3 separate regions of the Sus scrofa genome follow, and all the other regions are linked to region 3. The links are chromatin contacts, called in public HiChIP or PLAC-seq maps. All regions are on one chromosome and are shown on one strand. The core of a region is the stretch at or near the end of the contact, and the rest is flanking DNA. Distances in the headings are between cores, read along the strand shown. Region 1 has its middle 47 kb from the start of SNTB1. Region 2 has its middle 110 kb from the start of SNTB1. Region 3 overlaps SNTB1 (beta-1-syntrophin).

Evidence for each region. HiChIP or PLAC-seq counts read pairs in DNA pulled down with a chosen protein or histone mark.
Region 1: an H3K27ac HiChIP or PLAC-seq map of skeletal muscle shows a contact between it and region 3. The contact joins two enhancer-like sites. A contact is called at or near these places in 1 of 47 Hi-C or Micro-C datasets (skeletal muscle) and 1 of 2 datasets of contacts at active chromatin or transcription factors (skeletal muscle).
Region 2: an H3K27ac HiChIP or PLAC-seq map of skeletal muscle shows a contact between it and region 3. The contact joins two enhancer-like sites. A contact is called at or near these places in 3 of 47 Hi-C or Micro-C datasets (psoas muscle and skeletal muscle) and 1 of 2 datasets of contacts at active chromatin or transcription factors (skeletal muscle).

Annotation. Positions count from the first base shown.
Region 1 is chr4:18,240,080-18,243,477 of Sscrofa11.1, reverse strand. No RefSeq gene overlaps it. Among named protein-coding and RNA genes, the nearest start is that of SNTB1, 47 kb to the left of the region's middle. Within about 2 kb of position 2,142, at least 4 of the 83 cell types and tissues checked have an H3K27ac peak or open chromatin away from gene starts, as enhancers often do. A contact at or near this core is called in skeletal muscle, where this site is marked.
Region 2 is chr4:18,177,218-18,180,352 of Sscrofa11.1, reverse strand. No RefSeq gene overlaps it. Among named protein-coding and RNA genes, the nearest start is that of SNTB1, 110 kb to the left of the region's middle. Within about 2 kb of position 1,347, at least 11 of the 83 cell types and tissues checked have an H3K27ac peak or open chromatin away from gene starts, as enhancers often do. A contact at or near this core is called in skeletal muscle, where this site is marked.
Region 3 is chr4:18,502,425-18,505,779 of Sscrofa11.1, reverse strand. All of the region lies in intron 5 of SNTB1 (beta-1-syntrophin), which reads right to left. Among named protein-coding and RNA genes, the nearest start is that of MTBP, 100 kb to the left of the region's middle. Within about 2 kb of position 1,994, at least 9 of the 83 cell types and tissues checked have an H3K27ac peak or open chromatin away from gene starts, as enhancers often do. A contact at or near this core is called in skeletal muscle, where this site is marked.

The sequences.
Region 1 (3,398 bases), core at 893-3,392, 260 kb after region 3:
ACAAAATTAAATTGAGATAATGTATGCAATTCTCTGGAAGAGGTAAATGCAATACAAGTCTTAAGAATTTTAATATTTCTTAAAGAGATGCTAAATTTACAGTTCAGTTGTGCCTTATGTATTAACATTAAGATGTTTTATGATATTTTTGTGATAATAATGTATTTTATGTGACCATATTAAAATGTTTTAAATGATATGTAAAATTATGGTTTATTTCTGAATCTAGTTTTGCTTAAAGAATTCATTGACAGGGAGTTCTCGTCATGGCGCAGCAGAAATGCATCTGACTAGGAACCATGAGGTTGCAGGTTCGGTCCCTGCCCTTGCTCAGTGGGTTAAGGATCCGGCATTGCCATGAGCTGTGGTGTAGGTCGCAGACGCAGCTCGGATCACGTGTTGCTGTGGCTACAGCTCTGATTAGACCTGTAGCCTGGGAACCTCCATATGCCACGGGTGCGGCCCTATAAAGACAGAAGACCAAAAAAAAAAAAAAAAGAATTCATTGACAATGATAATTGCTATTACCTCAGAAGAGGGAAACCTCTCTAAATTGAATTTAATTAAAAAACTAATAACTACAATGACTCAAGAAAGTTTGTCTAATTTGGCTTTGCTGTCAGTAGAACCCAAATTATGTGAAAAAAATCTTTAACAATGTAATTAGCGATCTGCCGAAATAAAGGCAAGAAATATTTTTATGAAAAAAATAATAATTTATGAATTATATGTCTCTCAGTCTAACACTGGCAGATTACCAAAGAACACTGTAACGAATTAAACTCCATTATCTTTGATGTTATACTGACTTTCAATCATTTAAATTTAAAAGTATTAAAAATATTTTTCAATTTTGTCTTTATGAAGGTATCCTTTTCAAGGAAGGGGGATAGAATATATTTTAACCAGTGGATTGTCAGCTTGATTTACACCTCTAAAATATATTGAAATATGGTATGTGGGCCTCCATTTGTCTTCTGGCCTTCGATCTAGATAATAAGAGTGGGTCTGGCTCTGTCAGTCTTTCTGCAGGAAGTAGAAATGCCTTTGCCCACAGGTTAGTAGAGACTCCTGTTTCAGAACCCCAGGGAGTTTAGATACAAATGCACAGGATTCTAGGTCAACTTCATGGCGAAACAGCCAAGTAATTTTAGACATTTGGGGTTTGAGAATATTGAGTGTTTGCAACGGGTTATACTTCAGTGGATACCAACCAGTCTTATGTTGCCTCAACCAGTACAGAACAAGAAGGAGAAACTATTGGGTTTGAGGGATTTCACTTTTGCCCCAGGAAAAATGTGTTTGGCAGCAGAGTGTCCTTAAACCTTGGAACAGTTAATTGAGAGGGAAGGTGGGTGCTTCTGCCTCCTCTTCCCTTGGGCTATGACTGGATTTCTCTGATTCGAATGTTGTGGATCTGGTGACATCACCTCTGAAAGCAGAGGAATGGGGAATATTAATTTTTTTAAAATTTCATTAAAGTACCATTGTAAATATTTAAGGTGTACAACTTGATATTTTGATATATGTACACATTATGAAAGAATCAATACCATCAAGCTAATTAACATATCCTTACCCACCTCAATAGTTACCATTTTCTTTCTTTTCTTTCTTCCTTCTTTTCTTCCTTTCCTTCCTTCCTTCCTTTCCTGTCTTTGGAGCGGGGGTAGAGTCCTTACAAATCTAAAAGATGAAGATTCTGTGGCCTGCTGTTTAAACATTGACCAGTCCCTTCACTGTAACTCAGACGCAAGAAGTGAGTTTTACCCCAGTTTCAAGGAAGTAAAGAATGAGTTGTAAAGGTCCCCACTCTTGCCCTTTTGCCTTCCTGCTGAAGGCCAAAGGGAGCCCTTCCACACCTGGACCAGGGCCTCTGGGTCCTGTTTTACCAGTGACCTAATCCATGGACCATCAATTCAAGAAAGGCCTGAATTAAGCTCCCAAGGGCCACGTAGCTGTGACATTTTGTAATAAGGACTGGCTTCCTCAGATGTGTCCCTGAAAGTGAGCTCTAGCCTGGGCTGAATTTCCATCCATCTCAAGTGCAGAGGGAAGGGGCGTTCCTGGAGCCACTGCTTAAAAGGGCTCTGGGCTCAGGTTTCCCAAGAACAGCTGCTGGTCGTTTAGGCATCTGAAACCTTTGAATGGAACATGTGAGGTGTCTGTCTGACTTACAAGGAAGGTTCGGCAGCTCTGAACCCTGGGAATGAAATGGCTTTCGAAGGGAAAGATGAGAGGAAGCAGGAAAGGGCAGAGGCCGCTGAATGAAAGGGGCAGGCGCCTGTGGGCTGAGATGGCAGAAAGAGGGACATGCCTCTGGAAAGAAAAAAGAACAATATCAAATTAGTTCTTGTTTTGTTTTTGTTTTTATGTGTCAGTGGGAAAGGCTGGTGGTGACAACAGGCTAAAATGAAGGCCTGGGGTCCCTGAGAATGTGAGCTGTGCAAGGCAGAGGGTAAATGACGATCAAACCTGTTTGGTTCACTGCTTCAGGGCCAGGCCTGAGATGCTGAGTATGTAGGAGGGGATTGATAAATGCTGCTGAGTTAAACACTGAGTGAATGGCTCAGCCAGTCTGTGGATTTCATGGGTGCCCATGTGGCCTGAAGGAAAGTGCTGGAAGGTTTGAACAGATGCATATGGATGTGGGAATAGTGGCTCCTCCCGTGTGATCTCAATGCTTTCAGCCTCAATTTTTTTCATTTTTAAAATCTGTTTAGTATAAGCCCTTTGCTGAGTTACGTGAGACTTAAATGAAGTGTCAGATGTAAGTTCCAGGTGTACATTTATTCTGAGGACCTCATTCTCTTTAATCCTTTTTTCTTTCCCTTTCTAGAAGCTGAGGAAGTATAGTTGTAACAGACCAGATCATAGTCTTTGCTTCTTGTTCTCAAAATTATCTGATATTTAGAAACAAGGCAAAGAGGACTGCATGTGCTTTCAGTGTCATCCTGGAACACTGACTAATAGACCTACCCAATGACTACTTAACAATCATGGAGGAAATTCCTGTATTTGATATTCTATTTTTTTATGGATCAGGGCCCTAACTCTGTCATGTTACCTTTTAAGTGGTAGAATTTTGTTTAATAGAGATGCAGATTTCTGTCTGGTAGAAATTTTAACTGCAGGGAATAGTTTCTTTGTTTTCTACCTAACCTAGCAAATTTTTTTTTTTTTTTTTCAAATGGCCTCACCAATGGGATGGCATCTGAGCCACTGTTGCAACCTTTGCCACACTGCAGCAACACCAGATCCTTAACCCACTGCACAGGGCCAGGGTTCGAACCCATGCCTCTGCAGCCACCCAAGCTGCTGAAGTCGGATCCTTAACCCACTGTGCCACAGCGGGAACACCTAACCTAGCAATTTTACTTGATTATTTTTCTTTAATC
Region 2 (3,135 bases), core at 98-2,597, 320 kb after region 3:
TCCTGTTGTGGCTCAGCAGTAATGAAACTGACTGGTAGCCATGAGGACATGGGTTCAATCCCTGGCCTCGCTCAGTGGATCTGGTGTTGCTGTGAGCTGTGGTTAGGTCACAGACGTGGCTCAGATCCCACGTTGCTGTGACTGTGGCTTAGGCCAGCAGCTGCAGCTGCAGCTCCGATTCAGCCCCTAGCCTGGGAACTCATGTGCTGCAGGTGTGGCCCTAAAAAACAAACAAAAAAAGATATAACAAGAACCTACTATATAGTACAGGGTAATCTACTCAATACTGTATAATAAGCTATATGGGAAAAGAGTCTAAAAAAGAATGCGTATGTGTTTATGCATAGCTGATTTACTTTGCTGTGCACCTGAAATGAACACAACCTTCTAAATCAACTATACTCCAATAGAATTTATTAAAAAATAATAATAAAATAAAATAACCTAATGATATGGGCTTATGTTCCTTCAGAATGGACATTTTTCTCTTTAAAAATAGAGTGATAAAAAAAGGAAAATTAATGAAAGATTCTGGTCAAAGTCCTAAGGCTTTCTGTAACTACCAACTTAATTTGTCCCATAAAAGACTGTATAATGATATTTAATTATCCCAATGGTGCTTGCTCTGTTTAGTTTAGGATCTGTAATTTTCCTGGGTTGACATAATAAGAACAAAGAAAGGAGGAGTTATTGATGGGGCAAGAGTGGAGAATGGATTGTTCTATGTCCTTTAAAGGGAGTCTTGAGTGGATTTACCAGGAGAGTAAAATGCACTGTGACAGAAGAGGACATGCTGTGATTCTAGCAGCCACTGAGAAGGTCCTCCTGCCAAAAATAGACCCACCTGCTTGTGGATGTCTCGCATTCCTTTGACTGGGGATAATGCCAGAAAGGCCAGCTGTTCCCTCAGATACTCCTCCCACAGGCTGGCTGAGACTTGAAATTCCAGCCTTGAACTTAAGGCTAAATTTTCCTCCACAATCTACCCCAAAGCACGTATCTCTCTCCCTCCCCTAACTCTCAAATAAAGGGGTTAACAGATATTTACACCACAGTATGAATTATATAGACTTGGGCAAAGAACAGAAATTATGGACGCAGGGGAAGTTTTGGTCCCTTCTTCCCCCCTTTGGTCAAGCCCATAATTGCTTATGAAGTAGTTTCCTTTTTTTTTATAAAATAAGACTAAACCAAACCAACAGGACTCTTGGTAGGGTAAAATTTGACAAATGCCAAGATCTGATTAGCAAAAGGCTAGGGACAACCCAAATGTCTATCAAAGGGAGGCCAGTTAAATAAACTTCGCAGCATTCACACAGGGCCCTATTACACAGCTGTAAAAACCTCTGTGTACTAATAAAGAGGTACAGCCAGGACATACTGTTAAGTAACACAAACAAAATGCATCACAGTGTTTGCACCATGCTATCACTTAGATAAGAAAGGAGGAGTTGGGAGTTCCCTGGTGGCCTAGTGGTTAGGGATCTTGTGTGGTCCCTGCCATGGTGTGGTTTTGACCCTTGGACCAGGAACTTCCACATTCCCTGAGTATGGCAAAACAAAACAAAACAAAAAAAAAAAAAGAAAAAAGAAAAAAAGAAAAAAGAGGAGTCATAGTAAATACATAATTCTTTATAATTTCAGTAGTTGGATAAACCAAAAATTAAAAGTGGAATGGAGGGAGCAAGGAGGGAGAGGACTTGAAGAGCGCACAGGCTTCCCTATGCAACTTACTTTGTTTTTTGACTTTGGAAGCATGGAAATGGTTTACATCATTAAGAACAAAGTTAAATCCATGTGAAAATTTTGCACACCAAAATATAACAAGTCCTAAAACTTTAAACTGGAAAAAAAAAATGAACCAAACTTTATATCAATTCTGTGACATGACCATCTCAAGAATTATTTCAAGTGATTTTAGAACACCTATGTGGATTGTACATTCCTAGGGGAATATGTCCTAAGGATAAAATGAAGTGTAAAAACCTCTTAGACTCAATTCCTTTGGCTAGTTGTTAGTGATATTATATTATTATTTTGAACACCATTATAGGGAAAGCAGGATAAAGCAACTAAGTAATTAAATTAGTGTTCTTAGGGGATGAGATTTTGAGTTTTTTAAAAAAGATAAAATATAAAATAAAGGAATCAATGTAAAAATTCTGTAATCTTTGATTTGAATTAGAAATATCAGTATGAATTTGTGATTTATTTTTCTCTTTCTAAAAACTAAAATTGTCCTAGTCCTGTCCACTGAAAAGACCTAAAAACATGACCAGCTCAGTTTTATTGATCATTCTAGGAACTCAGAATGTAAAATCTAAGTATCATTTCCATCTTAAAGGAACGAGGCTCCTTAGAATAATGGCTAATTTAACATCTAGGGCAGGAAGTGGCTGAGATGAGCCTGGGCCATGTTATTGCGCCCTGAAAGCAAGACTATGAGCCGGAGTTCCAGTTGTGGTGCAGCGGAAATGAATCCAACTAGGAACCATGAGGTTGCAGGTTCAATCTCTGGCCTCACTCAGTGGATTAAGGATCTGGCATTTTGTGAGCTGTGGTATAGGTCGAAGATGAGGCTCAGATCTTGTGTCACTGTGGCTGTGGTGTAGGCCAGCAGCTGTAGCTCCAATTTAACCCCTAGCCTGGGAACCTCCATATACCACTAGTACGGCCCTAAAAAGCAAGAAAACAAAACAAAACAAAAAGACTGTATGAACCAACTTGAGGGAACTTCCACTGACCATATTTGGGAAGGATATAAAAACAAATAATTATTACAACACTTTGAAACACATCAAGTATATAGAATCCACAAGTTAATTTGGAGGCTGCATGGGCACCAGCTCACTATTCTGAAAATAGACAAATAGAAAGTAAGAAGCCAGCTTTACCTTGCCTTTTTGGTTTGTTTCAGGTAATCTAACAATTACTGAGAGAAATTTTTTTTTTTTTCTTTTCTTTTCTAGAGCCGCACCAGCCTCATATGGAAGTTCCCAGGAGAGGGGTCTAATTAGAGCTGTACCCACCAGCCTACACCAGAGCCACAGCAACACCAGATCCGAGCCGCGTCTGCGACCTACACCACAGCTCACCGTGATGCCAGATCCTTAACCCACTGAGTGAGGACAGGAA
Region 3 (3,355 bases), core at 745-3,244:
TCACACTTCCTTTTCCCTACAACAAACCAGTAACTCTTAATTAGCTTCACCCTTAATCTCAGTGACTTTAAGATATTAGAGATCCTTGATAAATGCAATATTATATGTAAGATCAAGTAGGTCCAATTACTTCTCAGTTCATACATTAATTTCAATTATTTTCTCCAATATCAACAATTGCTAGCATTTATCAACCACTTATATCACTCGTTTATATCTCAGGCATAGGCTAAACTTTTACAATTGGTCTTATCAGTAACAATATGAAACAAAAGATATTATTGCCCCTTTCATGTTGATGAGGAGATTTGGATACAGAGAGATTGCTATTTGGCCCCAAATCACATTGCACGTAGGTCTCAGCATTTGACTCCTGGTTTGTCTGATTCCAAAGTCCACGAATCTCCTCATTCAGCTAATTTCCCACTCGCCACTTCTGAAGAGCTGCTGGACCAGCAGGAGGGAGGGCAGGAGGCTGGCAGTTAAAGTGCACTGCACACTAGGAGTGTGGGAGCAGAGGGGACAATGGATGTGTGGGCAAAGCCCACACTGCCGTTTGACAGAGTGCAGATTCTTGGGCATGTCAGTCCTTCTGCACTCCCCTAGGGAATGTCCCTGGAAGGGGCCCACATCCTCTAAGAGGGTGGGGGCCTCCTGGGCTAGTGTCATGACCATAGGCTCATTATAATTTAATGTTTGACAAATGCAATTGGCTAGACTTTCCCAGTGGAAAGCATTCTGAAAATGTCTGAGGCTGGCCAAAGGCAGCAGCTACTTTTAGCACTTAGAAACAGGTTAGATCCTTAGGCACCAAAGACTCCCCACCACGTTTAGTAAAAATGCTGTGTCTCTGGCTCCCAAGTGATATCAAAGGCGAGAAGTGCATATTCATTGGGTCCTCTTTTTTTCAGCTACTCCAGATGGGCTCAGAGCAGCATTATTTCTCTTTACAAGCTCTGTGCTTCTAAACCTTTCACCAACCACAGGGACTGGGTGGGCAGAGTTTCTGGGTTAAACCTCTTCGAGAATTCCAGAAATATTGCAACTTTAATTCCTTGTTCTCTGAGGATCTATCTCACTTGCCAATTATGATGATAGTGACAAAAAACAAAAACAAAACTTACTTTGTATTATGAGCAAGAATACCTTTCTTTTCTCTTTTCTTTCTTTTTAATGTTCTGCAACATCAAATAAGCTTTGGCTAAGCAAAAAATGTTTTCCCAGGAATTCATAAAAAGCTGAGGGATGAGAACAGCTAAAATTACAACATGTTTGCAAACTTCCTGAGCACAGTGCTATGAAGTGTGTCATCCATCCACAGAGGCACCACTGAAGGTTTCCAGTGGGAGAAGTGACTGGCCGTAAACTTCTCTGCACAGCAGTTAATACCAAGAACATGTTGTGAGCATTTTTGGTGCCACTGCTATGAAACACAATCATATGTCATCTTCCAGGCACATCTTCACATAAATTAGTTGTGCCTATGCCTTTAAGGGGGAAAAAAAAAAAAGAACTAAACACATCAACAAATCAACTGTGAACTGCCTGAGCTGACTTATCGTGATTTTAGAAGAAAACGGTTTCTGGAGTTCCCCTTGTGACTCAGAGGAAACAAACCCAACTAATATCCATGAGGATTCAAGTTCGATCGCTGGCATCGATCAGTGGATTAAGGATCCAGTGTTGCCATGAGCTGTGGTGTACGATGCAGACGTGGCTTATATCTGGCATTGCTATGGCTGTGGCATAGGTTGGCAGCTGTAGTTGTGATTTGACCCCAGCCTGGGAACTATGTGCTGCAGATGCAGCCCTAAAAAGCAAAAAAATAAAAAGAAACCTGTTTCCTACTGGCTACAGTCCCAGCCAGTTCTTCATGTTCAAGGGAAAAGACCATCCCTGACCTTCTAAACAATGCTTGCAGCACTGCTAAGGCAAAGGGAAGGGGACTGGCAGCTGCCCAGTCCTGCTGTGTGCCAGGCATCAAGCTAAATACGTCTGTACTTAGGTCATCACTTTGCAGTGACATTCTGTAAACTGGAGGATCCATGCCTTGGGACACTAGGCAGTCATTCAAAGGAAGCTGAGGTTGAGGGCAAAGTACCAATGGAAAATGCCTGTAAGATGATGAAAAAGCAAGGCAGCCACACTGCATGTTCCAGGAGCTGCTGCTGATGCTGTGAACACCTGGATCCAGTACAGCCTTTGAGCTAATTCATCAGCAGTCATCACAACTTGAGGCAAACAGTGCTTCCGAAGAGCCACAGAGGAGAAAGAACCCAGTCCTTGCTAAGGCATTTCCTTCCTACCGTGAACCCTGGGAGTATGCAAAGCAGCAGAGCCCAGTCTTCTGAACCAGTGGTTCTCAACTGCATGTATCAGAAACCCCTGGAAGGCCTGTTCACTCACAGGTGGGCTGGGCCATAGCTGGTGAGTGTCTGGCTCATTGGTCTGAAGTGGGATGGGAAATCTGCTTGTGCACTGAGTTCCCAGGTGCCACTCACTTTGAGAACTGCACTTTGAGAACCCCTGGTCTCAGTCCTGGGTAGTTACTCCAGGTTGCTGAGAACATCCCCAGCTCTGTCTGAACTCTGTTGTGTGAGCTGAGTGGCCACCTGTGCATGATTAAGCTGCCAGACGAGTGAAGGAAAGGTTTGTATGATCCACTCAGCAAATGCAAAGAGCCACTAAAAGTCCAGGAAATAAGAAAATCCCCTAGGAGTTCCTGTGGTGGCTCAGGGGGTTAAGGACCTGACATTGTCTCTGTGAGGATGAGGATCTCTGGCCTCGTTCAGTGGGTAGAGGATCTGATGATACCACAAGCTGCAGCACAGGTCGCAGATGTGGCTCAGATCTGGCATTGCCCTGGCTGTGGCGTAGGCTGGCAGCTGCAGTCCCCCTGGCCCAGGAACTTCCATATGCCGCAGATGCGGCCATAAAAAGAAAAAAAAGAAAAGGAAAGAAAGAAAAAAGAAATATGCTCCCGGAGGCCACAGAGAAGGTGTGTGAGGAAGGTGAACTCAGAATCAGAGTCTCAGGTGCATTTCTTAGCAGCTGTGTGACTGGGGGTAAGTTACTTATCCTCTTGGTTCCTCAGATTACTTCTCTGTAAATAAAAATAAAACCTAAACCTCGTAGGCGTGCGAGGGTTAAATGCGGTACCCTGAGGACTCCAGTCTGCTTGATGCTTGTTAAAAACATAGACCCCCTGACTCCTAAGCCTGGACTGCTGAACTAGAATCTCCAGGGCAGGATCCGCAGGACAGGAATCTTTAATAAACAGCCAGGTGATTCTTAAATTGGGCAAGTTTTGCAAACTCAGATAAAATGCATGTAAAGCACTTGGCCTTGATCTATG